Regions from separate parts of the Ovis aries genome. Here region 2 is linked to region 1. Evidence: chromatin contacts called from public Hi-C data. All regions are on one chromosome and are shown on one strand. Each heading gives the region's core, a stretch centred on a gene start, on an enhancer-like site or on the middle of the called end of the contact. The rest is flanking DNA. Distances are from core to core; before and after follow the strand shown.

Region 1 (6,170 bases), core at 1,028-3,527:
AGCATATTCAAAAGCAGAGACATTACTTTGCCGACTAAGGTCTGTCTAGTCAAGGCTATGGTTTTTCCTGTGGTCATGTTTGGATGTGAGAGTTGGACTGTGAAGAAAGCTGAGTACTGAAGAATTGATGCTTTTGAACTGTGGTGTTGGAGAAGACTCTTGAGGGTCCGTTGGACTGCAAGGAGATCCAACCAGTCCATTCTGAAGGAGATCAGCCCTGGGATTTCTTTGGAGGGAATGATGCTAAAGCTGAAGCTCCAGTACTTTGGTGACCTCATGCGAAGAGTTGAGTCATTGGAAAAGACTCTGATGCTGGGAGGGATTGGGGGCAGGAGGAGAAGGGGACGACAGAGGTGAGATGGCTGGATGGCATCACTGACTCGATGGACGTGAATCTGAGTGAACTCCGGGAGTTGGTGATGGAGAGGGAGGCCTGGTGTGCTGCGATTCATGGGGTCGCAAAGAGTCGGACACGACTGAGCGACTGAACTGAACTGAACTGAAAGATGTAAAATGTATGATTCAAGATAACCTCCAAATTCTGTCCCTTCCTATTCTATCTTACTCCTTACTAAAGGGTGCCAACGGCATTTTGTGAGTGTGCCTCAATTTAAATATACCAAATAATGGTCATTTAAGGCAGGGGTTTCCAGCTTGAGGTTTCAGGATAGAATTCAGACGGTATATGAGCCTTCCTGAAGTTGTATATCCGTGTGTGTGTGTGTGTGTGTGTGTGTGTGTGTGTGTGTGTATTTTATAGGGTAGGAGGTCTGTAGCACATTCTCAGGAGAATCTGTGACCAGAACAGAGTTGAAAACCACTGGCAAGATAACAAGAATTAACTGAGAAGAATTTTTATTTTTATTTTTTATAAAAGATGTCTTTGTTCTCTGAAATGATTCACAGTAGCAACTAATCCCAGGGTATTAACCTATGATTCAGGCTATCGCCTTGACATATATCAAAGGAAGAAGGCGAAGAGCCATAAGGAAGGTGTGGGCAAAGCCACAGCAGGGAAATGTGGCTGAAAGTTCCAGAGCCCAGGGCACCACGCCTCATGGGGATAGAGGCGGAATCCTCAGACCCAGAGGAAAGCTGTGGGGCTCAGAGTTGATTGTCCAAGATCTTCTACGTCTTGTTGCCACTCACCTGTCTCTAGATGATTGGTTTCTTATTTCTGGTGTTCTGTGTGTGTGTTTTGCAAAATAAATGAATTCAATAAAACAACTAATGGGGGCTGTAGCCCAGCCTCTGAGAGCTCACACATTGGAGTCTTGTGTTACCTCAGTCTACACTCTGCAGCCACAGGATTTGGAGAACTGGCCCTGACCTCTCCGAACTTCAACTTTCTGGGCCTCACTGGCATGAAGCCTGTCCCCTGAGCCCTCCTTACCAGCAAAGGCTTGAAGCGGTGGTCCTTAACTAAAACGGCCAGTGAGAGCCTCATCACCATGATCCCCCAGCCAGCCATCTCAGGCTCCCTGGCCTGCCTGGTTTCCTGAGCAGCGGACGAGGTTATATTCTCCTTCAGTGCTGGTCTCAGCCAAGCAGAGCCTCCTACAACCCTTTTCGATCTGCTTCATTCTCCATGAGCTCATGTGCCCCCTGATGAAGCCATCTGAGAGATGCGGGCAGAGTGCTCGGAGAGATGCGCACTTACACACCAGTGGGAGAGATGGTTACTGCGGAATGAGGACCACGAGGAGTGCTGGAGCCTTCTCAGGGCACCCTGGGGCCTCCCCAGGGCCCGGGCTAGGCTTCTGCGTCAAAGCCAGGAGTCTTGCATCCTTCTGTCTTCACCTTCCCAAGCTCAGGATGGGAACGTGAGAATTCCTTTCCATAATTAATCTTCTTCAGGTTCAGAAAGTGAAAGTGAAGTCACTCAGTCATGTCCGACTCTTTGCAACCCCCATGGACAGTAGCCTACCAGGCTCCTCCATCCATGGGATTCTCTAGGCAAGAATACTGGAGTGGGTTGCCATTTCCTTCTCCAGAGATCTTCCTCACCCAGGGATCAAACCTGGGTCTCCTGCATTGTAGGCAGATGGTTTACCATCTGAGCCACCAGGGAAGTCAGGTTCAGAAGAATTAAAAAAAAAAAAAAAAGAACTGAGTAAGAGGGATGGTCTGAGGACCCTCAGCAAAGCCAGGTCTGGGCTCCTGCCTGAAGCGACTGGTCTGCCCACATATTCTTTGAATTCTCCCTGAATCTTTGGACTCTGCTTCAGGTTTATCTGACTGAACAGTTTTCTCTCCCCGCCCCCTGCCCCGCCCCATAATGAATGAATCATTTCCTCCTCTCATATCCTGCCAAACATTTCAAATCATGCCTCCCATTTTTGGTTAAGTGCCTAAATTGACCTTACTATGATGAAAGTAAAGGGTAGGAAACAATTTTTCACTCTCATTTACAAGCCTCTTGAAATAAGCTTTCTGAGAGGAGCTGTGGGCATGATACCCTGTGCCAAGCTGGATGCTCCTGCTGAAAATCCGACATGCACAGTTAAGCCGTATGGTAGGAAGGGGATCACAGAAACGCAGGGAGAAGAGAACAGGATTTCTCTCCTTGAAGTAATCTAAGTCAGACATCCGCCAGGAACAATCAGCAGGGAAGTGGAGTCAGTTCAGTAAGTCAGTTCAGTCGCTCAGCTGTGCCCGATGCTTTGCAACCCCATAAACTGCAGCACGCCAGGCCTCCCTGTCCATCACCAACTCCTGGAGTTTACTCAAACCCATGTCCATTGAGTCGGTGATGCCATCCAACCGTCTCATCCTCTGTCGTCCCCTTCTCCTCCTGCCTTCAATCTTCCCCAGCATCAGGGTCTTTTCAAATGAGTCAGCTCTTGGCATCAGGTGGCCAAAGTATTGGAGTCTCAGCTTCAGCATCAGTTCTTCCAATGAACACCCAGGACTGATCTCCCTTAGGATGGACTGGCTGGATCTCCTTGCAGTCCAAGGAACTCTCAAGAGTCTTCTCCAACACCACAGTTCAAAAGCCTCAACTCTTCAGAGCTCAGCTTTCTTTACAGTCCAACAGTCCAGGTAATATAATGAGCTTCTGCTGCCCTCTGGTGGAGTTCTCCCCTTTGAAAGGGCGTCCCTGGTGGCTCAGACAGTAAAGCGTCTGCTTGCAATGCGGGAGACCAGGGTTCGATTCCTGGGTTGGGAAGATCCCTTGGAGAAGGAAATGGCAATCCACTCCAGCACTCTTGCCTGGACAATCCCATGGATGGAGGAGCCTGATAGGCTACAGTCCATGGGGTCGCCAAGAGTCGGACACGACTGAGCGGACTCTGCTGCCCTCTGGTGGAGTTCTCCCCTTTAATCGTTGTTAATTAAAAGGTCACTTTCTAGAGGAAAACTGTAGAGCCGTGGTTCTCTAAGTGAGCTCCTTGTACCAGCAGTATGGGCATTACCTGGCCATTTACTTACTACTTATGACAACTGGTGAATAACTTAATCTTTTCAAGCTTAGTTTCCTTAGTTATAAATGTCTAATTCACAGCATTAATGAGGATTTAAACAGAAAACATAGATAACACGAGCAGGGATAATAAAAGATGTTAAGGAGCCTAGCATCAAACCTAACAAAAACTGGTAATTATGAAAACAGGTATAACATTGCTGTTATACCTACATAAAAGAGTTCCTTGGAACAGAAGAATCTCAGACTCCAGACTTACTAGATCAAGAGGAACAGTTAACAGGATCTCCAGGTCATTTATATAAACATTAAAGTTTAAGAAGTACTGTTCTTGATGTTTTCCCCAGAGAGATAGATGTTTACTCATCTTCTTATTACTTTACATTTTTAAACACAAAGTTGTTTAATTTGAAAATGCTGTCACTGAAGAAACTCATCGCAAGATGGAGTATGGACCGGAGACGGAGAGCCCTGGGCTGGGGAGTCAGACAGCACTTACTTTGCATCCCATCCCTGTCACTTGCCGCCAATGACATGTGACAAGTTATCTAATCTTCTTGAACCTTACTTTCCTTAGTTATAAAATAGACAAGAAAATATCTAACTCATAGCATTGTGAAAATTTAAAGCGTGAGTGAAGTGAGAATCACTCAGTTGTGTCCAACGCTTTGCGACCCCGTGGATTCGTCCACGAAATTCTCCAGGCGAGAATACTGGAGTGGGTAGCCTTTCCTTTTCTCCAGGGGATCCTCCCAACCCAGGGATTGAACCCAGGTCCCCTGCATTGCAGGCAGGTTTGTTTGTTTGTTTGTTTGTTTTTTACCAGTTGAGCCACCAGGGAAGCACAAAAGTGAAGCATAAGAAAAATAGACCGTGCCTACATTAAAACTAATACAAGATGCTCAATTTTAAAAAAGAAAAGAAAGTACAAAATTTCTTAGAAAGACATTAAAGAAAAGACAACGCGAGAGAGGAAACCAGGTTCAAGGATAGGAAGACCCAATATTGTAAAGCTGTCAGTCCTCTTCCCGTTCCAGTTCAAATGACAACCTTAACTGGGCTTCTGTTGAACTTTTACAAGCTCATTCTAAAGCTTATGTAAAATAAAATGGCTGGGAATAGCTTAAACAGCTTTGAAAGAGGAGACCAGATGGGAGAGTCACTCTACCAGATATAAAAACTTGCTATAAAACTATTAATATAAAAATAGTGAAGGCGGTGCGGTGTGATACACTGGTGGACACAGTGATCAGTGGAACAGAATAGAGTTCAGAAAGAGTTCTGCACATATTTGGGGATTTGGTGTATGACAGTGGTGGCATTATAAATCAATTTGGCATGACCCTGTAAAGTTAACAGCAAGACCTTGTAAAGCCATCATTCCCACTCATGTGGGTCTGTTCTGGAAACACTTTAGCACACGCTCTCACTGAGGCATTTACAAGGATTTTATAGAAGCTCTTTTCTTGTAAAAACAAAAATATTGGGAAGAACCTAGAAGCATACTAACATAGTAGAATAGATGAATACATTTTCTTGCAGTATTGATTGCTATACAGCAGTTAAAAGAAATGGATTAGAGATGCATATAACAGCACATACCTCAGAAGAATAACATTAGGGGGGAAAAAAGGCAATTGCCAAAGATATAGGAAGAAAATACTATTTGTAAAATTTCTAACCTGCAAAATAATATTATAGTATTTCTGTGTCTATACATATGCACTAAGAAGTAACATAGGCATATGAATAATCATCACCAAATTTAGGATGGTAGCTCCTTCTGGACAGTGAAGAGGAGCTAACGAGTCTCTTGATGATGTGAGAGCTGGACCATAAAGAAAGCAGAGCACCGAAGAATTGATGCTTTGGAACTGGTGCTGGAGAAGACTCTTGAGAGTCCCTTGGAGAGCAAAGAGATCCAACCAGTCCATCCTAAAGGAGATCAACAGTGAATGTTCATTGGAAGGACTGATGCTGATGCTGATCCAATACTTTGGCCACCTGATGAGAAGAGCCAACTCATTGGAAGAGATCCTGATGCTGGGAAAGACTGAAGGCAGAAGGGGAAGAGGGAGACAGAGGATGAGATGTTTGGATGGCATCGCTGATTCAATGGACGTGAACTTGGAGAGTTCATATCTGGGAGATATCTTCAAACTCTGGGAGATAGAAAGGGACAGGGAGGCCTCGCATGGTGTAGCCCATGGGGTCACAAAGAGTTGGACACAACTTGATGTCTGAATAACAGCACCAAGGCTGCTTTTGGAGAGGGAGAGGTGATGGCATTCCAGTGAGGATACTGTATCCTTACAGGGAAAAGATCTGCAACATCGAATAGCTCAGTAAGATCTGTATAATCTAACAATTTAAGGTCAGTGATAGATTCTTCTAAAATAGTATTTTCTAGAATTTTTATGTTTGAAGGGATCCCCGGTGGCTCAGGTGGTAAACTATCTGCCTGGAATGAGGGAGACCAGGGTTTGATTCCTGGGTCAGGAAGATCCCCTGGAGAAGGGAATGGCAACCCACTTCAGTATTCTCGCTTAGAGAGTCCCATGGGAGCCTGGCCGGCTACTGTCCTTGGGATCGCAAAGATTCAACCATGACTGAGTGACTAACACATACAAACATATGTAGAAAGAAAGAAAATGTACATAAAATGAATGACATATATTAAAATATGGCTGTGATCATTAATGAGGGTTGAAATCCTTCCAAATAATTGATTGTGAGATTGAAATAA
Region 2 (6,154 bases), core at 612-3,111, 81 kb before region 1:
GGGAGTTGGTGATGGACAGGGAGACCTGGTGTGCTGCGATTCATGGGGTTGCAAAGAGTCGGACATGACTGAGCGACCGAACTGAACTGAACTGAACTGAAACACTCACTTTCTTACCTGAGCAATGAAAAGAAGCCTACTTGTATCTCAGAGAGAGACTGAGAGGACTGTATGAGATGAAGTGTGGCCTGAAGTCTGTGGCTCACAGGTTAGAAATCCCTGCTCTGGGGGAGAGAGAGGCCCAAGGCCTTGAACCAGTGGCAGTGGGACAGACTCATCAACACAGGGCAACCCCTGTGCATCTAATTTTAAATCATAATGGGTCTTAGTGGCTGCTGATAATTTTTTTTGAGCTTTGTTATTTATATAATACATGTGCTTAGTCACTCAGTCATGTCCCACCAGGCTCCTCTGTCCATGGAGATTCTCCAGGCAAGAATACTGGAGTGGGTTGCCATGCTCTCCTTCAAGGGATCTTCCCAACCCAGGGATCGAACTCAGGTCTCCCACATCGTAGGCGGATTTTCTATCATCTGAGCCACCAGGGAAGCCCATTTATATAATAGAAAAATAATTGTTTTTTCATTGAAAAGAAAGTGATTTTTTTTTTTTTTTTAGGACTGGTCATGATTCTATTACCTGGAAACAATTTGATCCTTTTGAGGTTTGCTTTTAAGCTTTGTTAGGTTGAACAAGAGCAGCCTTCAGAGCAGAACTAATTTTTTTTCAATACAGTGAGTACTGTACCCAGCGATTCTGACTGGTGAGAACATGTCCTGTGACTGGTCTTACAGGAACTCTGGAGATGATATTAAATTATATATGCAATGCATCTTAGCCCACACTCAGAGATACTGCGATTACTCAATAACTGCTGTGCACGGTAAGTCACTTCAGTCGTGTCTGACTCTCTGTGACCCCATGGACTAGCCCACCAGGCCCCTCTGGCCATGGGATTCTCCAGGCCAAGAATACTGAAGTGGGTTCCATGCCCTCCTCCAGGGGATCCTCCCGACCCAGGGACTGAACTCATGTCTCTTAAGCCTCCAGCATTGTAGGCGGGTTCTTTACCACTAGCGCCACCTGGCAAGACCGATAACTGCCAGCCTTGGGGAACCTGGGACCACTTCTGGGTCAATGCTGAAAGGCTTCCCGGATGAGTGTGGCCTGCCAGAGCCAGAGCAGCAAGTCCTGGTGTTCGTGCATCAGTCGTCAAAGATGACGGCCCCTCTGGACCTGGCTCTCTTAGGCCTCCCAGGTGTTGACAGGGTCACACGGTGTGTGAGTGTGTGTGTGGGCAGGTGATCCAGGGTCATCAAGATCCGCAGGAATAAACATGACCTCAGTGTTTCTGGGAGTGGCAAGGCTCCTTCTGAGGTACTACAGGGTGTCAAGACAGGATATGGGATAGGCGATTTCAACAGCCTTTGTGGCACATTTCAATATTAGTAAAATACTTGCAGAACACTCAAGCTCATTGCTAAATGAACAAAGAAGCAAGTCAGTGACCAGGCATATAAATGAGAAAACTGTCACAACTCAAATCCCTTCACAGTAAAAGAAGGAACTTCGGTTTGTAAGCTGGGCCACAGCCTCCTGGCAAACACAGGTTTGCTTCCCTTTTACACTGGTGACAGTCTTATGTAAGCAAATTGAGATGAAAAAGGAAGGAGTGTTTCTGCCTTAAATAACTAAAGAAAACCCTAGACCACCATATGCTACAGCAGTTTCCAGATGCTGGATACCAGTCAGCAAGGACAGGGTCCCCCAGCAAGGGAAACAAACCAGGGACATCCTGTGATTGCCACCGTCTACTGCCCGCGGAGCTTCCAGTGGTTGGATCATGCGGTGGCTGTCTGTCTGTCTGGGCTGAGGAGATGAAGTTGGGAGTTCAAAGGTCAAGGGAAGGGCACCAGAGAGGAGAGCTGCAAAAGTTAGCTCCAGAGATGTGCATGTGAGGAGAGCCCGAATGTGGGGAAAGAAGACCCAGAAGGAAGGAGCAGAGACAGAATCAAAGGGTTTCCCGCGGGCCAGGACCAGGACGTGTTGCCAGCAGTCAGAACCACTGGGTAGGGAATGAAGAAGAAAAAGGCTCCTCCTCTAAAAGCTGCTCTGGTCCAGCCAAACAAAGGTTAAAAGCAAATCCCAAAGTGTCAAAGTGATCAAAGTGTCTCCAGTAACTTAACTATGTTCCAGAACCAAGCTCCAGAAAACTTAAAGCAACAGTAACAAAAAGCACTCCCACAATATAAAAATCACATCTGTTTGTCATCTAATAAAAAATTACAAGGCATACCTAGAAGCAGAAAAATGCAACTTTGGGCTTTTCCATACACAGGAAAACTATAATGTGCAAGAAGCTTAGTATCTTGATTGCAGGGCTGGCTACGTGAATCTACAGGTAATAAAATGGCATAGACTATATACAAGTTTCCTAGTCTTGATATCATATTTTAGTTGTAGACCATGTAACCAGTGGGGAAACGGGGTGAATGGGATGTCGCACCAGCTGTATTATCTTTGCAATTTTCTGGCAGTCTATAATTACTTCAAAATGAATAGCTTTCTAAAAGTATGTTTAGGAGAAAAATAGCAAGTATCTTAATAAAACCACCCAGGGACTTCCCTAGTGATTCAGTGGTTAAGACCCTCTACTTCCATTACAGGGGACATAGGTTCAATTCCTGGTCAGAGAACTAAGATTTCACGTGGCCAAAAAAAAAAAAAAGTGAGATGAAAAATACACTGTGATTAAGAGCTGATGAGACATTGCAGAAGAAAAGGTTACTGAACGTGGAGACATGGCAATAGAAACAACCCAAAATGAAACGGAGAGTGAAGGCCTAGAGGACAGACAACAGAGCATCGCTGGGTTGTGGGGCAATCCCACGCCGCTAATGCACGCACAGCCACAGCCTCCAAAGAAGACAGAGATGAGGAGACAAAACAAAATACTTGAAGAAATAATAGTCAAACATTTCCGAACTGCATGAAAATATAAACTCACAAAAAGCTCAGTAAATACCTATTAAGAGTGATGAGTTGGGTATGAAGGAGCAAGCTGGGTTTTAGACTCCCGTCCCCCAAAGATTCAAGAGATAATGGAGTCAACCCAAGGGTGAGAGGTTTTCTTCTGCCCCAGCTAAGTCATGGTGCCGTCCACTGCTGTGAAGGTGTCACAGAGTTCCAGTGATTCTCCTCTTCACCCCAAAGGGTGAGAAGGGAGCTTGTCTACCTTTCCCCCAAAGTTACAGCCCTCCAGAGGAAGCAGACTAGGGATTCTTCAGCTTGCAACAATTTCTTAAGTAACAGATCAGATGCTATATTTGATGGGATTTGTGAGCACACAATTACCCAAAAACTTTTGCATTAAATGAACACTGAAAGCCCTCAAAGGTTTAACTTGGTAGCTGGTATGCCTGCGTGCTCAGTTGCTAAGTCGTGTCTGACTCTTTACAATCCCATAGAATGTAGCTCACCAGGCTCCTCTGTCATGAGATTTCCCACGCAAGAATACTGGAGTGGGTTACCATTTCCTTCTCTAGGGCATCTTCCTGATCCAGGGATCAAACATGCATCTCCAACAATGGCAGACAGATTTTTTTTTTTAATCACTGAGCCACCAGGGAAGCCCCTTGGTAGCTGGAATACTCAAATAATTGCTTAAGCTGTTTTAAAAATCCTGTATGTTGAATGGTCTGCAACACATTATCTGATTATCCTTAAAAGCAAAACAAATATTTATCCTCTGAATGTCAATTTTAAGTGTTTGAAACTACTGGAAGTTAATCAGATTCATATCTGATAAATATGGGAAGGCTATCAAAATGAAAAATCGTGATTTTAATGAAAAAAATATTGAAGGGGGATATGAAACAGTTTTGTGTCCTGAATGCAAAAGTGAAATTAGTTTCAGAATTATTTGAACAATGAACATTGTAAATACATAAGTTTTCAAGTTACTACTGAATTTTGTTTTAATGATTTTAAGTCACCATTTTCTTTCCTATTGCATACTGATGCATCTTAAAATCAATATAAAGCTTTGGTCAGAGATTAATTGATAGTTATCTTTCTTTCTTAGCATTTTCTAATCAGTGCATTTTTAGATCAGTGGTGTCTTAGGCTTGATGAAATGTAGTATTTTTCAGGATAAGGACACTCATTAAAATGTTTTGACATATTTGTTGACAAGTCAGTTCCATTAGTTAAGTCATCCCATAAAATGAAAAGCAAATATTGTGTTTCCACATGAAAACACATGATTTATTGGAAAATAGTATCTAGAAAAAGATTCTTTCCAAGGAGAGACAGATTCCCCAATACTAGCAATTATAAGGCTGTGACTTTTATTCACAAATGTTCTTTTACACCATGGTTGTAAGTAGTCTATGGACAAATACAAATTGCTTTCACTACAGAAACACTATAACTCAGCTCAGTAAATAGGCTATGTTAGTCCCCTGCGAAACACTGCTAAATAGGTCACAATGATAAACCCTAAGATTAGCTCATAACCTATTACACAGAAATTTACTCACTGAATGAATCATCCCGTCCACAACAGTCTTAGTAACGCACGTTATGGTGGCCACCATGGAGTTCGTTTCCTGATCCCTCAGCGCCATTCATGGTCTCCAGGCAGAAGGCGTCGGGGTGGTCTAGCTCAGGCCTCTCCATCTGAGGTGGCCGCAGTGACGGGGGGTGGGAGGATGCATTCTTCTCCCACTCTACTTGGGCTGGGGCTCAGTTTCCCTGGGGCCCCACTTCCTACCCACCAGCAGGGCGCAGCTGTCCTTACACTCCCTTACATTTTAGAGCCAAGGGAATGGAATGATTTAACCTTGCTTAAAGATCTTTCGAGTAAAAAAAGGGCATGAGGAAGGAAGACGGCAATAAAGAGTCAGGGAAGTGAGTTACAAAAACTGACAACAGCCTTAAGAAAGTCTATGGAGTTGGCATTAGGTAGAATTTTTTAAATAGATAACTTTATAAACAGTTTTGGATACTAGTTAAGAGTATAGACTCTGGAAAATGAGCTCCATCCTGGGGTCCACTATTATATAAATGTGTGGCCTTGGACAGGTTATTTAATCAAGTTGTGCCTCAGTTTTCTCATTAGGAGAATGGGGGTTGTTGTAAGGAGTATGTGTGTGTATGTGTGTGTGTAACCGCTACATATGTTCAGTATCAAATGATCACTAGTTCTTTACTACCATTATCAAGTCTATAAAGATAGTGCTTACATAATTTGCTTTCTCTCTTATTAAACTACTTCTCACTGAGATGTTAATAATTAATATATTATCCCTCCTACAAATACCTACAATTTAAAAAAGGAGGCACAGGAGGGCAATCCTTAATTCAGAGGTTAAGGAAGTTGCTACTGGTGGAATTTCAGACATCAACACTAATCCAACTGGGAAAATATTAGATGATACCTCCCAAACATAGCTACTCAATAAGATTCCTCCCCCTGTCCCAAGTAGCGATGGTGTGTATCTCTGAACCTATGTAAGTTTTATGTCACTTAAAAAAAAATTCTTTTATTCATAAAAATGTGTCATTTTCAGAGGAAACAATTAGTTTTCATTGGATTTCAAAAGGACCATAAACTAAAAATAATTAACAATCCCTGCCCTCCATGCAGCCTTAGTGCTTAAATCCTGATGCTCTGTCCATATATAAGAAGTGCCCTCCTAGCCAAACACATGTGTACACACATGTGCGCGTGCACACACACACACACACACACACACACACAAAGGGTGGCAGCAGCAGCTTTACTCTGGAAACATCTCTTGAAGGTTCCAAAGGAAAAAGGCACATAAAACATTTCTCCCTTTAAGGTCTAAGCAGATAGATTCACAGGTTTAGCTTTGATCATTGTTACAACACTTTCTTCCATTATCCTTTTATTATCTATGCAGTTTATTATTCTTCTCCCTCTAATGAAAAAAAAAAAAGTTTAGAATAAAGAGAAAAGTATAAAGAAGAGAATATAAAGTACTCAAAATCTTGCCACTCAAGACAACCACATTCATTTTTCTATTTTTATGCAAATACAAAATGTACATAATTTGTTAAATATATGGAATTACTGGTCTCTCATCGTCATTTTTTTACCTGTCATAAACATTTTCCTCCATTGTTA

The links. A called contact is a pair of places that touch in the nucleus more often than the background predicts.
Region 2: a Hi-C map of liver shows a contact between it and region 1, with 6 times the contacts expected there. The contact joins two enhancer-like sites. A contact is called at or near these places in 14 of 16 Hi-C or Micro-C datasets (blood, hypothalamus, liver and 6 more).

The regions. Positions count from the first base shown.
Region 1 is chr5:93,600,983-93,607,152 of ARS-UI_Ramb_v3.0, reverse strand. No RefSeq gene overlaps it. Among named protein-coding and RNA genes, the nearest start is that of TRNAS-GGA, 32 kb to the right of the region's middle. Within about 2 kb of position 2,277, at least 9 of the 54 cell types and tissues checked have an H3K27ac peak or open chromatin away from gene starts, as enhancers often do. A contact at or near this core is called in liver, where this site is marked.
Region 2 is chr5:93,682,053-93,688,206 of ARS-UI_Ramb_v3.0, reverse strand. No RefSeq gene overlaps it. Among named protein-coding and RNA genes, the nearest start is that of CAST, 11 kb to the left of the region's middle. Within about 2 kb of position 1,861, at least 8 of the 54 cell types and tissues checked have an H3K27ac peak or open chromatin away from gene starts, as enhancers often do. A contact at or near this core is called in liver, where this site is marked.